2 separate regions of the Gossypium hirsutum genome follow, and region 1 is linked to region 2. Evidence: chromatin contacts called from public Hi-C data. All regions are on one chromosome and are shown on one strand. The core of a region is the stretch at or near the end of the contact, and the rest is flanking DNA. Distances in the headings are between cores, read along the strand shown.

What was found. Hi-C and Micro-C count contacts between places; a contact is called where the count stands out from the background.
Region 1: a contact with region 2 is called in a Hi-C map of leaf, with 1.9 times the contacts expected there. The contact joins the promoter of LOC107913110 here to the promoter of LOC107957434 in region 2. A contact is called at or near these places in 2 of 34 Hi-C or Micro-C datasets (anther and leaf).

Annotation. Positions count from the first base shown.
Region 1 is chrD11:23,320,993-23,328,249 of Gossypium_hirsutum_v2.1, forward strand. LOC107913110 (BEL1-like homeodomain protein 4) reads left to right here and starts at 2,377. Exons shown (of 4, transcript XM_016841569.2): 1 at 2,377-4,650; 2 at 5,576-5,961; 3 at 6,630-6,690. The coding sequence starts at 3,271.
Region 2 is chrD11:23,143,566-23,150,708 of Gossypium_hirsutum_v2.1, forward strand. It overlaps LOC107957434 (probable galacturonosyltransferase-like 1), which reads left to right and starts at 2,750. Exons shown (of 2, transcript XM_041106521.1): 1 at 2,750-3,999; 2 at 4,133-4,358. The coding sequence starts at 2,937. The coding sequence ends at 3,992.

The sequences.
Region 1 (7,257 bases), core at 1,127-3,626, 180 kb after region 2:
GTCACACAATTCTAACACCGTTATTCAACCAAAATATTTCCTTCTTATTAGGGTCTATTTGTTTCAATAAAAATGACTTCTGAAAAATGACTTACTTTCTTGGAATAGTTAATATTTTTTGGTGTCTGGGTAAATCTATGTAAAATATTTTCTATTGTTTGACAGGTTTCTTAAAAATATTTCATAAAAGCTATTTTCAATGAAATAAATATACATTTGAGATTTTCTTATCTTTTTATTGTTTAATTCAATTTATCTTATATGTATAAATTTATATTTTACATTGACTTTGCATATATTAAAAATATTTTGTTAAATTCAGGTTCATTATAATGTCATTTTTTAGTTACATGACTATCAAGTAAGTTTTTTTTTTATTAAACAATGTGACATCAACAAAATTGATAAAAAAAATAACAATATCAACAATTAAACTTGATTTTCAAATTGAAAAGTGGAGGGACTAAATTCTTGAAATAATAATACAGACACTAAATTACAAATTTGTGAAGAGTACATAGACTTATGACATATTTTAAAATTTATACTAAAAAATATTTATTATTAATATATTTATAATTATAATAAATATTTATTATTAAAATATTAATATTGAATATTTTCAATAATGTGTGAAGAATATTATTGAAAATTATTATTTTTAAAATTTATTATTAAAATAAAATTGAAATATTAAATAATTTATTAAAATAATAAATATTTTTAATATTAAAATAACATTCAGTAATTAGGCATATTCAATCAAGTAACATCTAAGAAAAAGTATTGCTAAAAAATGAATATTTTTAGCATTAATGTGTTAGAATTATATAAAAAAATGTAGAATTAAAGTCATGGTTATTTGAAGAGGTGATATCAAATCATATTCGAATAATAATGGTATCAAATTAATTTTTTTTTAAATTTTCTATAAGTTTATAGAGTGTGAAACAAGCGCTCCTAAAACCTTTTTTTTATCTTTTTTGTTATTTGTTTGGTATAAGTAAAAAATATTTTGTGAGTTTTCTTTGAAAAGAAAATCAAATGTAATCAATTATTTTCAATTACTTTTATTAAATATTTTTATTGATTTAGTTTAAATTTATTTCTTATTTATCATGAACTATTATTAAAATTGATGCAGAATATTTTATTTTTTTAAAGTTAACATTATATTTTCTTATATGAATTAAAATTTATGATTATCATTGATAAATAACAATAATTAAAAATAAAGGTATACATTTTTAGAAAGTAATGTAAATTAAACCTAGGAGGTGAAGATAAAAAGTTAATTATTGTTAAACAATTATTGTCTCCAGCTCCCGTTTCTCTTATTTTCACTCTTTGGGTAATCATTGCCCGCACGTGTAGACCAAGAAAACTAATAAATTAAGTATATTGTCAAATCTTAGCTAAAACACTAATATAAGCTTTGTTTAGAAATACAACTATTATTAGTTAAATAGCATTTTCAGATGATGGAAAATCTCTTGGTAATTATATATGTAGACAAAGTTTGAGGGAACATGGTACATTAAATTAAGGTACCATTCAGTGTTTTGTCCCTGTTATATATAATGTAAGTGTTATAATATATAGTTTTGAGATGAAATATGAAAACAAAAGTGAATTTGGTAAGTAATCAATAATATTAATTAATCTCTATCCCAAACAGATATTTGATTACAAATATAGAGGTTTGGTTTTTGTATTAACGGATATGTTAGATACGAGAAAAAGGAAAGTGAAGGCATATTACAAATTTAATGGAGCTGATGATTTTTTAAAGAAAAGGGGAAACATAAGTTGAAAGATAAAAGACATAAGAAAAAGATTAATGAAACATGTCCATCTTGACATTGCCAAACCAGAAAGCAGTTAAGTGTGCTTTTCAGACCTTACAACCCCCTATATAAAACCTAACTTGTCTTCATCCCCAGCCTTTGGCACGTGCCCCTCTATCTTATTTTTTATTAAACATCTTTGATGATATTAAAATTTTTCATAATAAAAAAAATATGGCTTTATTTCTGTTATTAAATGCAAAATAAAAAAGTCCCGAAATGATATTTTTACCCTTACCAACTATTGCTGTTGATGAATATAAAACAAGCAACTGGGGCAGTTTAGTCATTTAAACATATGCAATGATGGTGGTAGTTTGGATGATTGAGATGACTTTGTACTGACCTTATCTTTATTTTATTCCGTAACTTGCGTGTCTATTAAAATTACAGTAATAGCCGACTTTCTACCCAAATTATTCGGGTTTTTTCATTTTATTTTTCTCCGCAATCTAAATTTTGTAGTTAAGGTTATTTTTGTAAATTGAAAATATATCTAACAAATTAAAACTCAAGTCTTGATTATGAATTTAAAGAAAAATAGAATAGGAAATAAAAATAATAATTAGTATAAAAAATATTGGCAGCGTGAAAAGTGGTGAAGGAGAAAAGAATAGCGACCACTTTTTTGTTTCTTATTTTCTCTCACCTCTCTGTCTTTGGGGAGGCTAAGGTTATCTCTATATGTTTTGTTGTGAAAGTGAATTATCTGTTTTTCTCAGATCACCCTCCATTTTCATTCCTTTCTCACTTCTTTTCTTTTCTCCCCTTATATTCATATAGTTTCACCATGGGAATATTCAAGGGGTGAAAAATAATATATAGTCACTACTGCAAGGAAGGAAAAGGAGAGAAAGAGAAAGAAAGAGACGACAGACGGAGGACTGCACACATACACAGTGAGAAAGGAAATGAAAGGAAATGAAAAGAAAGGAGGGAGGGAATTGAAGAAGCTTTCAATAATAACACACAGAAGGGATATGTCTAGCTATAAGAGCTTTATATCCTTTCATATGTTGCTGCAACTCTAACAAGGTCTGCCTATATATACACACACACTCTCTCTCTCTCTCTCTCTCTCTCTCTCTCATATATAGCTGAAAATGATCAAAAGGGTTACAACAACATCCAAAACATAATCAACATAGACTTGTTTCATCCCTTACACCATTTCTTTTTCTTTTTTTCCTTCACTTAACTGAGAGAATTTGATCCTTTCTGTTCCTTTCTGTTCCTATCTTTCCTTTTTCTTTTTTCCTTTTTGTTTGATGAGAGAGATTTTTTTTTTTTGTGATGGGTGTTATTTGTTTCTCTATGTGGGTTACCGATTCATAATTGAAACAGCAAGAAGGTGAAGGAATTTGATAGACGGAGAGAGGTAAATAAAGAAAAAGGATCTGATGATGAAGAAGACGATGCTGATATGGGAATAGCAACGCCACCACTCGTCGCATCAATTCTTTCTCAAGAATCTCAACCCTCCAAAAAAATTCACCATCAAATCCCAATTCAACACAAGAGCAACAATTCTACTAATTCTATGTCCCAAGATTACCATCAAGCAGCTGGCATCTTCAGCTTCTCGAATGGGTTCGAGAGATCAGCCGTAAGCCACCAAGAACACCAACAGCAGCAGCAACAGCACTTAGAACAGCAGATCCGGAGAGATAAACTAAGAGTTCAAGGCTTTGAGCCGCCACCTCCACCATTAGTAGGGATAGAAGAGGAAGAATCAACTTCTCTTCCTGTTTATGAAACCGCAGGTATGTTATCCGAAATGTTCAATTTCCCTTCGGGTGCGGCTGCTGCCGCTGCCGCCGCCACTGCCTCGACCGAGTTACTAGACCAGCATGTACAGCCGAATTATCGAGCACACCGGCCAGCCCCAGGTAATACCAACGAGTGGTATAGCAACAGGCAAGGTGCTGTTGGGGGTTTGGGACAGTTAGGTGAATCGAAGAGTCACATTACCCGTGACAGTTTAGCTCAGCAGCAGCAGCAGCTACCAAGCATTAATGCCGACTCAGCAGCTGCCATGCATCTTTTCTTGATGAATCCGCAGCAACGATCACCATCTCCTCCTCCACCTCCTCCAGCAACTTCTTCTAATACTCTTCACATGTTGCTTCCAAATCCATCTACTTCTCTTCAAGGGTTTAACGTATCAGGTCCTGGAGGGGGTTTCGGCACAAGTACTGTTCTATCTCCACCTCAATTTACTTGGGTTCCTGGTAGTGCTCATGAAGGAGGCAACAACACTGATTCCCAACTCAGCAGCCTAAATGAAATTGGAAGTGTTGTGGAAGGCCAAGGTCTTTCACTATCTTTATCATCTTCTTTGCAACACTTGGAGGCTGCTAAAGCTGAAGAATTAGGGATGGGAGACGGGGGTTTACTGTACTATAATCAAGGAGGGGGTTCCGCTGCTCAGTTTCATCAGTACAGGAATTTGGGTAGTCATCATCATCAGACAATGCATCTGCAAGGCGGAGTGGGACAAAACCAACAGGTTCATCATGTTGGGTTCGGATCCTCATTAGGAATGGTCAATGTATTAAGAAATTCAAAGTACGTTAAAGCAGCTCAAGAATTGTTGGAAGAATTCTGCAGTGTTGGAAGAGGCCAGTTCAAGAAGAACAAGTTCGGTAGAAACAACACAAACCCTAGTTCTGATCCTGGTAGTAGCGGCGGTGCAGGTGGTGGTGGTTCTTCTTCATCAACAAAGGATCTCCCTCCTTTATCAGCAGCTGATAGAATTGAACACCAAAGAAGGAAGGTCAAACTGTTATCCATGCTTGATGAGGCATGTAATCTCTTTCTCTATTCCCCTATTTTCTCTTTCATAGTTCCACTCTCTTCTTCAAGTGACTAAGACCCAATCTTTTTTTTTAATTGTCTGCCGATCATTTATTTGAATACCTCCATTAATTTTCAAATCAAACATCAGTACCACAGCACAGTAACGAATAAGAATATTTTAAACAAAAAAAAACCCCAGATAGAGCAAAGCCGGCTGGTGCAATAGGGTTCTACAGGATCTAGTTGGTAGAGTTTGATTATCCTTTTCACTTTGTCTTTTTTTTTATTGGATTGGTGGGTGTGTTTAAGTACTCAACCTGGTTTGGTGGAAGACATGAGAGATTACTATTAAGGGTATGCACTCAATCGTGAAGCGACGTCCCTTCTGATTTGGAAGGTGACCATTAGCCCACCATATTACGTATCAAAATCATTGAAGCCACTGCTACCCGAGAGATCCATACCCATCATAGCAATATTTCAGGGAAAGCCATATATATATATAATAACCTGGTTGACTCTGGGAAAGGCGTTGTGCTTTCATTTTCCACTCTTTTTCCATACTGTAATTTTTTCCCCCTTATATTGCTCTTTCGCCTATTTGTTCTTGTTTGCGCTCACCGGCCAGTCAATTGAGTATAGGAAAAGAAGGGAAAAAACACACACAAAAGGATATCTTAGTTCCCAGTTCTCACTTGCCATTAAAATTATTTAACTGTACCAAGCTTTGATTAAGGCATTTATTATTTGGGGCGGGAGGGGGGGTTTCCTTAACAGCAAATAAGTCTTGTCAAATGCTTTATTATTTTTACTATTATTATATAACATGGTTGTGTCAATAAAATCAGATGATCTACTTTTAATGTTTTTATCGTAAACAATGACTAACAACGACACTGAACATATGGTGTAATTTATGGTTTTGGCAGGTGGAGAGGAGATACAACCATTACTGTGAACAAATGCAAATGGTAGTGAACTCATTCGATCTGGTGATGGGGTTTGGGGCAGCAGTGCCATATACCGCCCTTGCTCAGAAGGCGATGTCAAGGCATTTCAGGTGTTTGAAAGACGCGATATCAGCACAACTGAAACACAGCTGTGAGATGCTGGGGGAGAAAGATGGAGCAGGGAGCTCAGGCATAACGAAAGGAGAGACGCCGAGGCTGAGGATGTTAGAGCAAAGCTTAAGACAGCAAAGAGCGTTCAACCAAATGGGTATGATGGAACAGGAAGCTTGGAGACCCCAAAGGGGCCTGCCTGAACGTTCAGTCAACATTTTGAGAGCCTGGCTTTTCGAACATTTTCTCCATCCGTACGTTGCCTTGCCTTTACCTCTTAATCTAACCCTACTCTAACACTAGTAGAATCTTCTTCTTCTTCTTCATAATTAAGTATATGACATAATGGCACTTTATTATTAGCTCACACAAAATCCAACTCTTCTTTACCCATTGTCATGCTTTCTGATTAGTGCGTGGAAAAAAGAGCAATGCAGTGTCCTTAGATGTTGTCTTGTCAGCCAAAAAGATGTTAAAAGACCTTTATTTCCCTCTCTACTTTAATTTTGTCAATCACAGACCCAGACCCATAAATTAGTTGCTAAAAAACAACTTTTAATAAAGCATCATAATTTAACGAAAGACACCCTCTCTCTCTCTCTCTCTCTCTCTCTCTCTCATGGGCATAAACCCAAACAAACAAAAGATATTCTTTTTCTTTTGTTTTTGGCTAAAAATGAAATAGTGATATGCACGAAAATGGTGAGAGAGTTGAAACAAGTTGTCCCCTTCGTTACTTCTGCAAAACTGCTGCAGCTGCTGCTGCTGATGATATGATATTTCTTCTTTAGATTCTCACGCCCGTGCAGGGACATAAAGAAAGGCTCAATACCACCCTAGGTTAGGGGGTAGATAAACATGGGAGGCTCTTTACACGGTTTTGGGCAATGACTCTGATGTCATTTTCTGGTCTCTATCTCAGGTACCCAAGCGATGCAGATAAGCATCTGTTGGCTCGACAGACTGGTTTATCGAGAAATCAGGTATGTCTTAGTCCTTTCTTTCACTCTAAAAGAAAAATACTGAATTCAGTTCAAGTTATATGTATATATCGTAGATATTTACAGCTTTCATATGATTGTTGGGACCGATAAGATGAAGATGGAAAGCAAACCCCTTAGGAAAGAACCATCAGTAAGCTCAGAAGAACTTGCATGGATTTGGATTATATTTTCAATCACTATTTTGAGAGAGATAATTTCTCTTTATTTTAAGATTCTTTAGCCCGGGACATAGATTCTGATTTCTGAATAAAAGACACAAATACTGAAACTTAGCAGATTATATTCAAGGGCAGGGACAAAGTACACCAAGAAATGAGACATCAAAGTTTGCAGCTTTAATTCTCTCTCTCTCTCTCTCTCTCTCTCTCTCTCTCTCTTTCTTACCTTTTCTCTCTCTCTCATATCAAATACACTCAGGATGACATCCTTCAGCCTCCAAACACACGATAAACATTTTCTCTACTTCAAAGTAACAGTAGTAAACATTTTTTTTACTCCACCATTAGTAGTCGCTTTTTGGTATCTGTTAAGAGTGTTGTTTAAGTT
Region 2 (7,143 bases), core at 1,500-3,999:
CTTCCCCCACCACCGTCGCTCCATTTACTATTTTTTGGATAATTCAACCCAAATTGCAGTGTTAACAACTTAAAAGAAGTAAAGCAAGAAAGTTGGGTTAGATTCCAAAAGGCCGATCAACTCAAGTTTAGAATTTTCATGTATTTTTTATTTTTTAAAAAATATTTATGTATTTTTATATATATATATTGAATTTTTTAGATACAAAATTAATTTGAGATTAGTTTTAAATTTTGAGGGTTATTTTTTTAAAAAATATGATTAAATTGATATAATATGTAAAAGTTAAGGGTTAAATTTGTTATTATATTGATTTTTTAACTGTCACGTTAGGTTGACGTTTGTGGTTTTAACGGGAGTAATCAAAATGACCAAACTATATAACTTTGATGCTTGAATTGTAAATTCTTTATTTTGAGTGTTTAAAATAAAACTTTTTTTATAGTTGAATGATTCTATGTGTAATTTATTTATTTATTTATTATGGTTGTTTCTATATATATATAGAGAGGGGGGAGGGACGGTTGAAGTTCCACCTATGAAATGAGAATATTTAACATGATCTCAAGTAGCTAAAATTTATAAATATAATCAAATGAGACAGAAATGCTGAAGTTTATGATATTAACTAGCTAGAAAAGTCAAAATATAGAAAACAAAAAGGTTGAAAAAAGTATTTAAAAATATAGAACTTGAACTTTGTAGATAGAAACCTGCGTATTGGCACTCGTTAATGTTATTTAAATACAAATTATGTGCCGGTAAAATATATGAAAATATTATACCAAACCTAACTTTACGAAGACAAATCTTAGTTTGAGAGTTGAGAGTGAGTGAAACTATGGGGATTGCCGCTTGAAGCTGACCCCTTTTACTCCTTTTTCAACTATCATCTTCACATTGTGGGGCTAAACCGTGTGGCTTAGGTCGAAACATTTGATTCCATATTTAACGATTTAGTCGTAATTTCTTTATTTATTTTAAAGAAAAAAAAAAGTAAGATTCGAAACTTAATTTTCAAAATAAAGGGGTGAGAGATGGCAGTGCCGACAGCAGAAGGTTGTCAATGTCGGTTGAAAAGGGTAGCATGATTGCATGAGGTTCAACTTTTTTTTTTTCCTTTTTATATCAAAGATCCAGAGAGGAAATTCGAAGGGGATCTAATCAAAGAAAATAAAGAAGAGGGGTGTTTAATTAAGAAGGCTGGGGTCATCGTGTAGAGAGAAATAGGGGGGTTTGTCATGTGTATAGCACATGCAAAGCTTTGCCTTCGGTTTATATATTAATTGCTTCGTGTAAACTCTATTAATGAAAGAGGGAACCATGCATGTCCCACTCACATCCTTTTGTTTTAATAACTAAGGGCAACTAACTTATTTGAGTACAATGGAATTCGAAAGTAGCTACCCATATACTGTGTTATCTTCCTTTTCATGTTAATCTTGTAAGCGTATAATATAAATTAAGACCAATTAGGTAAGAAGCTTTATGTTGGCCAAGAAAATCAAGTTACAAGTTTTGTATAACTCATTTTATCTCTAAATTGCAATTATACTTTAAAAATATCAAAGATGTATGAAATAATAGAAAATAATAATCAACACTTGGAAAGACTTATTGGATTCTTGCGAATATGACAAACGATGGCTTTTATAACATTATATTATGTGATACAAGAAAAAGGGAGATATTATTATGGAACATGGTGAATATGGGCATGTAATTTTCAAAAAAGAATAAAATAGAAGTGGACGGTTTTAGTAATTATGGAAGGCTGGAGCCCTGGTTAGGTCACATATTCGTGATACAACACAAGAAGTTAGATAAGGTGAGAGTGAGAGGGAAGGCAAAATGTCTAGTTAAGAGAAGCATTTCCCACCAATTTCTTGGTTTCCATGTCCCTATCTCCTAACAAAAGTGAACTTCCGTTTTGTCTTTAATGATTACCTATGACTTGCTTAGGTGGCACTCTATGGACCCACATATTGCAGCCACCTGGACTGGGACGACGTTGCCTTGATAATATTATTTAGCTTTACTGCATTTTTAACTTTAGGACACCGGTAAGCTTCTGCATTTAATTTTTCACGGAATATGTGGATCAAATTAGAGACCAAAAGAATAAAATAATACTATTTTTAATGTTTTTTTTTTTGGTTACGCTGAACATGCAAATCCTTAGATTGAAGGCAAAAACTCTTGTGCTAGGGCTTTCCTAGACGTGGATGGCTCAACTAGATCGTTGATAATACGTCATTGTAAATTCAAGTTAACTACAATCCGCCCTTTTTGTCTATTTTTTTTTATATGGTGAAAAAGAATGAAAACCAAGAAAATTGGAGAAAGAATGTTTACATAATGGGTTCTAGATACAGTAAAAAGGCTAGTTTTAACGTATTTTCTTTCCCAACCTTACCATGTTTAATTAGCAAATCTTGAATGAAAGACATTCCATATCTTACCATAAAACGGAAACTATGTCGTAATGACCTGATTTGCTACCATATTTGTACTCATTAAACCCTATTACCATATAAATCACCAACTGACTTGACTGCAATTTTGTAATTATGTCAATCAATACAAGGAGCATTAAAGAAGAAGGTAAATATATGGTTTTAATTAATTTAATAGATTCATATGATTATTTTTAAGATTTAAAATTTAAATATATGTTGCTTCATTTTCAATATGCGATCTTTTTCTTTATAAAAAGGGAAAACATTTTGCAACAAGCAAATGTGAAGCCAAAGACTTGAGAGTTTGAGTTGTTTCAAAAACCTTTTACTTTGGGTGGCTGCAGCACCCCTTTTTTGGCACCGTGGGAACCAAGGATCCGTCCCCGCCCCCACTCTTAAAAGGGTTAATAAACGTAGTCTAAACACTTTATAGCCCTTTCTTAATTTCCGATATCCTCTTGGATTCCCTCCAACAAAATGCCTGAACCACATGGTCACCTCCACCGACACCACCTTCTTCTCCTCCTCTTCCTCCTCATCACTGCCACCAATTCTGCCCCTGCCTCCGCCACTACCACTAATTATCAAATATTCAAAGAAGCTCCACAGTTTTACAACTCTCCCGCTTGCCCTTCCTTGGACACCAATGAAATGTGCTCCCACCAAGCTGTCCATGTTGCAATGACCCTAGACGCTGCCTACTTACGTGGGTCAATGGCTGCCATTCTCTCCGTCCTCCAGCACTCTTCTTGCCCTCAAAACATCCGCTTCCACTTCATCCCCTCCTCCACAGCCAACCACCAACACCTCCGCCTCACTATCTCCCGCTCTTTCCCTTCCCTCAAGTTCCAAATCTACCCATACGACTCCTCCAAGGTGTCGGGACTCATTTCCACCTCCATCCGCTCGGCGCTTGACTGCCCTCTAAACTATGCCCGCAACTACCTCGCCAACCTCCTCCCACCGTGTCTCAGCCGAGTCGTTTACTTAGACTCAGACCTCGTCCTCGTCGACGACATTGCTAAACTCGCCGCGACGCCGCTCGGAGACCGCTCGGTTTTAGCTGCACCGGAGTATTGCAACGCCAACTTCACTTCCTACTTCACCCCAACCTTCTGGTCAAACCCAACGTTATCTCTAACATTTGCCGGACGCAAAGCCTGTTATTTCAACACTGGGGTAATGGTGATAGATTTGCAAAGATGGCGACAAGGAGATTACACTACCAAGATTATAGAATGGATGGAGCTTCAAAAGAGAATGAGGATCTATGAGTTAGGGTCTTTGCCACCGTTTTTACTCGTCTTTGCAGGGAATATAGCTCCAGTTGATCATCGATGGAACCAACATGGCCTCGGAGGAGATAACTATAGAGGATTGTGTAGAAATTTGCATCCTGGTCCAGTTAGCTTACTGCATTGGAGTGGGAAAGGGAAGCCATGGGTGAGATTAGATGCAAACAGACCTTGTCCTTTGGATGCTTTATGGGCTCCGTATGATCTGCTGCAAACACCATTTGCCTTGGAGTCCTAAAATTTTGGTATCTTAATTATTTTTATATATGATTACTCTATGTTTTCATATCTAGGCCTGAGATTTTTAGTTGGATGAGGCCATAGAACATACACACAACATAGATTTGAGTGTAAAATTAAGATGTTTCTCTCTTGCAGATGGTGGCAAATGTTGGGGGGGGGGGAGGTGTTCAATGTTCATAGATTATACAACAGAGCTTTAACAATCTTACTACATTAATCTACTTTTTGTTTTCTTTTCCATCTATGTAATTGAAAACAGTATATATAACAACTACAGCTATAGATCAAGAAGAATAAATTGGTTTCAAATTTTATGTTCATCTTCTCTTTTTAATTTCAATTGCTGCTTGATTGTTAAAGTGATGAGGTTGTTGAAGACAATATACATGTTCAGTAATTGGTTTCCATTTTCTAACAGTGCCCAGTTTGTTTACTACCTATATAATTCTTGCAGTTTCTAAATTTGAAGAGGAAGCTTTATCATGGGATACATGGTAATGGGTACAAATAATTTACTATTCTAACTTTTATTATTTATGGTTCTTTATTTTCTAATTTCCCTCCTTTACTTTTGGGGGTTGTTACTGTCCTGCCAAAGCTAGACATGTACCTTTCATACTTTGACTAAATTCTTGAGATTGATATTTGATGGACCAGCTAGCTTTACTTTTCCCATTTAATTACATTTTCTTTATTCTTTTTAAATAATCTCTATTTGTACTTATAATCTCTATATCCTTGAATATATATATATCAGTAAATCTAGCTATTCCAATAGTAAAATTGCTTAAGGTTTTCACAATCAAATCTATCAGTTCAATTAGGTTTTTAGCATAGTTTAATCAATTGCAGTTCAATTGTTCTAAAATTTTTCTTTGGACTAATATCTTGGTGGATTCGTTGGTATGAACCATTCTATTAAATAAATTATTTAAAATTCATTAGATCAATATCTATCAATTCAATTAAGTTTTTAGTTCAATTCAACTAATTTATATTAGTTTGCAGTTCAATTAAATAAATTTCACGAAAATAATAATGATGTTTTCATTTATTATTTTATAAAATTTTAAATATAATTAATAGGACACATGTTATCATCTATTTTGTTTAAGCGGTAGTTAAGAGTGAAAAACTTGTTGACTCAATTCAAAATCGCTAAAAATCAATTCAATCGATTTCTTTTAAAGCTGGAATTGAACCAATCCATGAAAAATTTTGAATAAATCAAACTCATTTTTATTAGTCGATTTTTTCAGTTAATCAACATTTACAATTAAAATAGCAAACTTTCAAGTTCCATATTCAATTACGAGTGAGTTGAATTTGATCAATTTCTTTTAAAAAAAACAAATTAAGTATCATGATTTGGTTTGAGTTAAGTTTCAATTTTTTTCATACTAATTTTGAGTTTTGAGTTTTTGAACTTATTTTAACAAAATAAGCTTTATTTTATAACCTTTAGACATTTTTCGATAAAATTACAAAACTTTTTTCATAAATATTTCTAAAAAATTATGTTTGAAGTAAGTAAAGTATGATATTTGTTTGAAAATATCTTTATATATAATTTTTTAAGTTATTTTTACTATTCCAAATATGAGATATTTATTTTTATATTATAAAATATTTGATTAATTATAAATGAAATAAAAAATAAAATTTGGTTGGTTAAAATAACTATAGTTTTTTAATTTTGTATTCTAATATCAATTTAAATTTATTTTCATTTTCTAAAATTTTCTTACTCAAGCTTACTTTTAAAAGTTGTTTTATTGAACCTATTTTCAAATACTTATATAAATTTAATTTTGTTGAGGCGAGTTGAGTCTGAAATCCTTAATAGAATGTATTATTCCACTTGAAAATTTTGTATCTCACATTCTGAAAAGAATTCAAAAGGTTAATGAAATTAAAGAATATCTCAATTAATATAAATATGATGTATAAATTCATAAGAAAAATGTCAATATTATTAGAAATATTAATTATAGGGTTAGCATAGTTGATGGGAGTTGACCTTTTTCGCATATTCCTAGGCCGTAAATTAGGATAATTTGTGAGCAAAATTTATGGGTCCCCGTCATATGTATATATGTGAGGTTGTTTATAATCGTCATTTATATATCAATTTGACATTAATCACATTGAAGGTTAATAATGTAACGACTTATTTTTGTCCGGGCTCAAAATTAAATAAATAAAACTCAAAATAAAAAAATAAATAGTCCATAGTCCAAAAAAGTTACAAGCCTAAATGCCCAATAATAAAAAAACTCTAGAGGCCCGATTGGCCCACAACTTAAACATTTCAGTAAAAAACCCTAACTCCCTAGCCCTAGGTGCACCGCACCTAGGTACACTCTCAGCTGCCGCCGCATGCACACCAGGCTCCTCACACACATCACCACCGCTGCACCCCATCACCATGCTCGTCTGACACCTGCAAAAAAATTGAATGCAACAACAAAAAAAGAAACATGTGAGCAATAAATGGAACGGTTGTATCCGACTATAAAAGCCTAAATCTCATCTTTGTAATTTTTTTACGAACACAAAAAAATAAATAAATAACAGAAAACAGATTGCAAATGTGGTTTTTTTACTTTCGTTTTTAATTTCTTGTTTGATTCTCCTGTTGTTTTATTTTTTTTATTTTTTACATACAAATAATAAAAATAAAAAATGGAAGAAAAGACTCACCTGAATGCCCTTGACCACATTGCTGGAGATTCTTTCTCCATCATTGAGTGGGTTTAATAGTGGGTGGAGTGTCCTTTTCTTTTTAATTTTTTGGACTAGGAAGGCTTGGCCTTCATATCCGCTTTAAAAGGGGCTAAAAGCCCGATTTTTGAGCTGCTACGACCACCGCCCACGACGGCACTATGGCGGTGACCATGGCCGGACCTTGGGAAATTTCAGAGAAAGGGGAGAGCAGATTCCTATTTTTTTTAAAAAGGGTTGAAATGAAAATTATAAAAAAACATTGGCATAAATAACCCAAATGAAACGGTGCCGTTTCATACCCCCCTCAAATGCTCAAAACGACGCCGTTTTGGGTGGGGCTGACCCGAGACCCAACCCGCGTAGATGGGATCCGCGTGTTCTTGCGGTGAATGGGCTATTTGGGCATGCGGTCCTTCCGT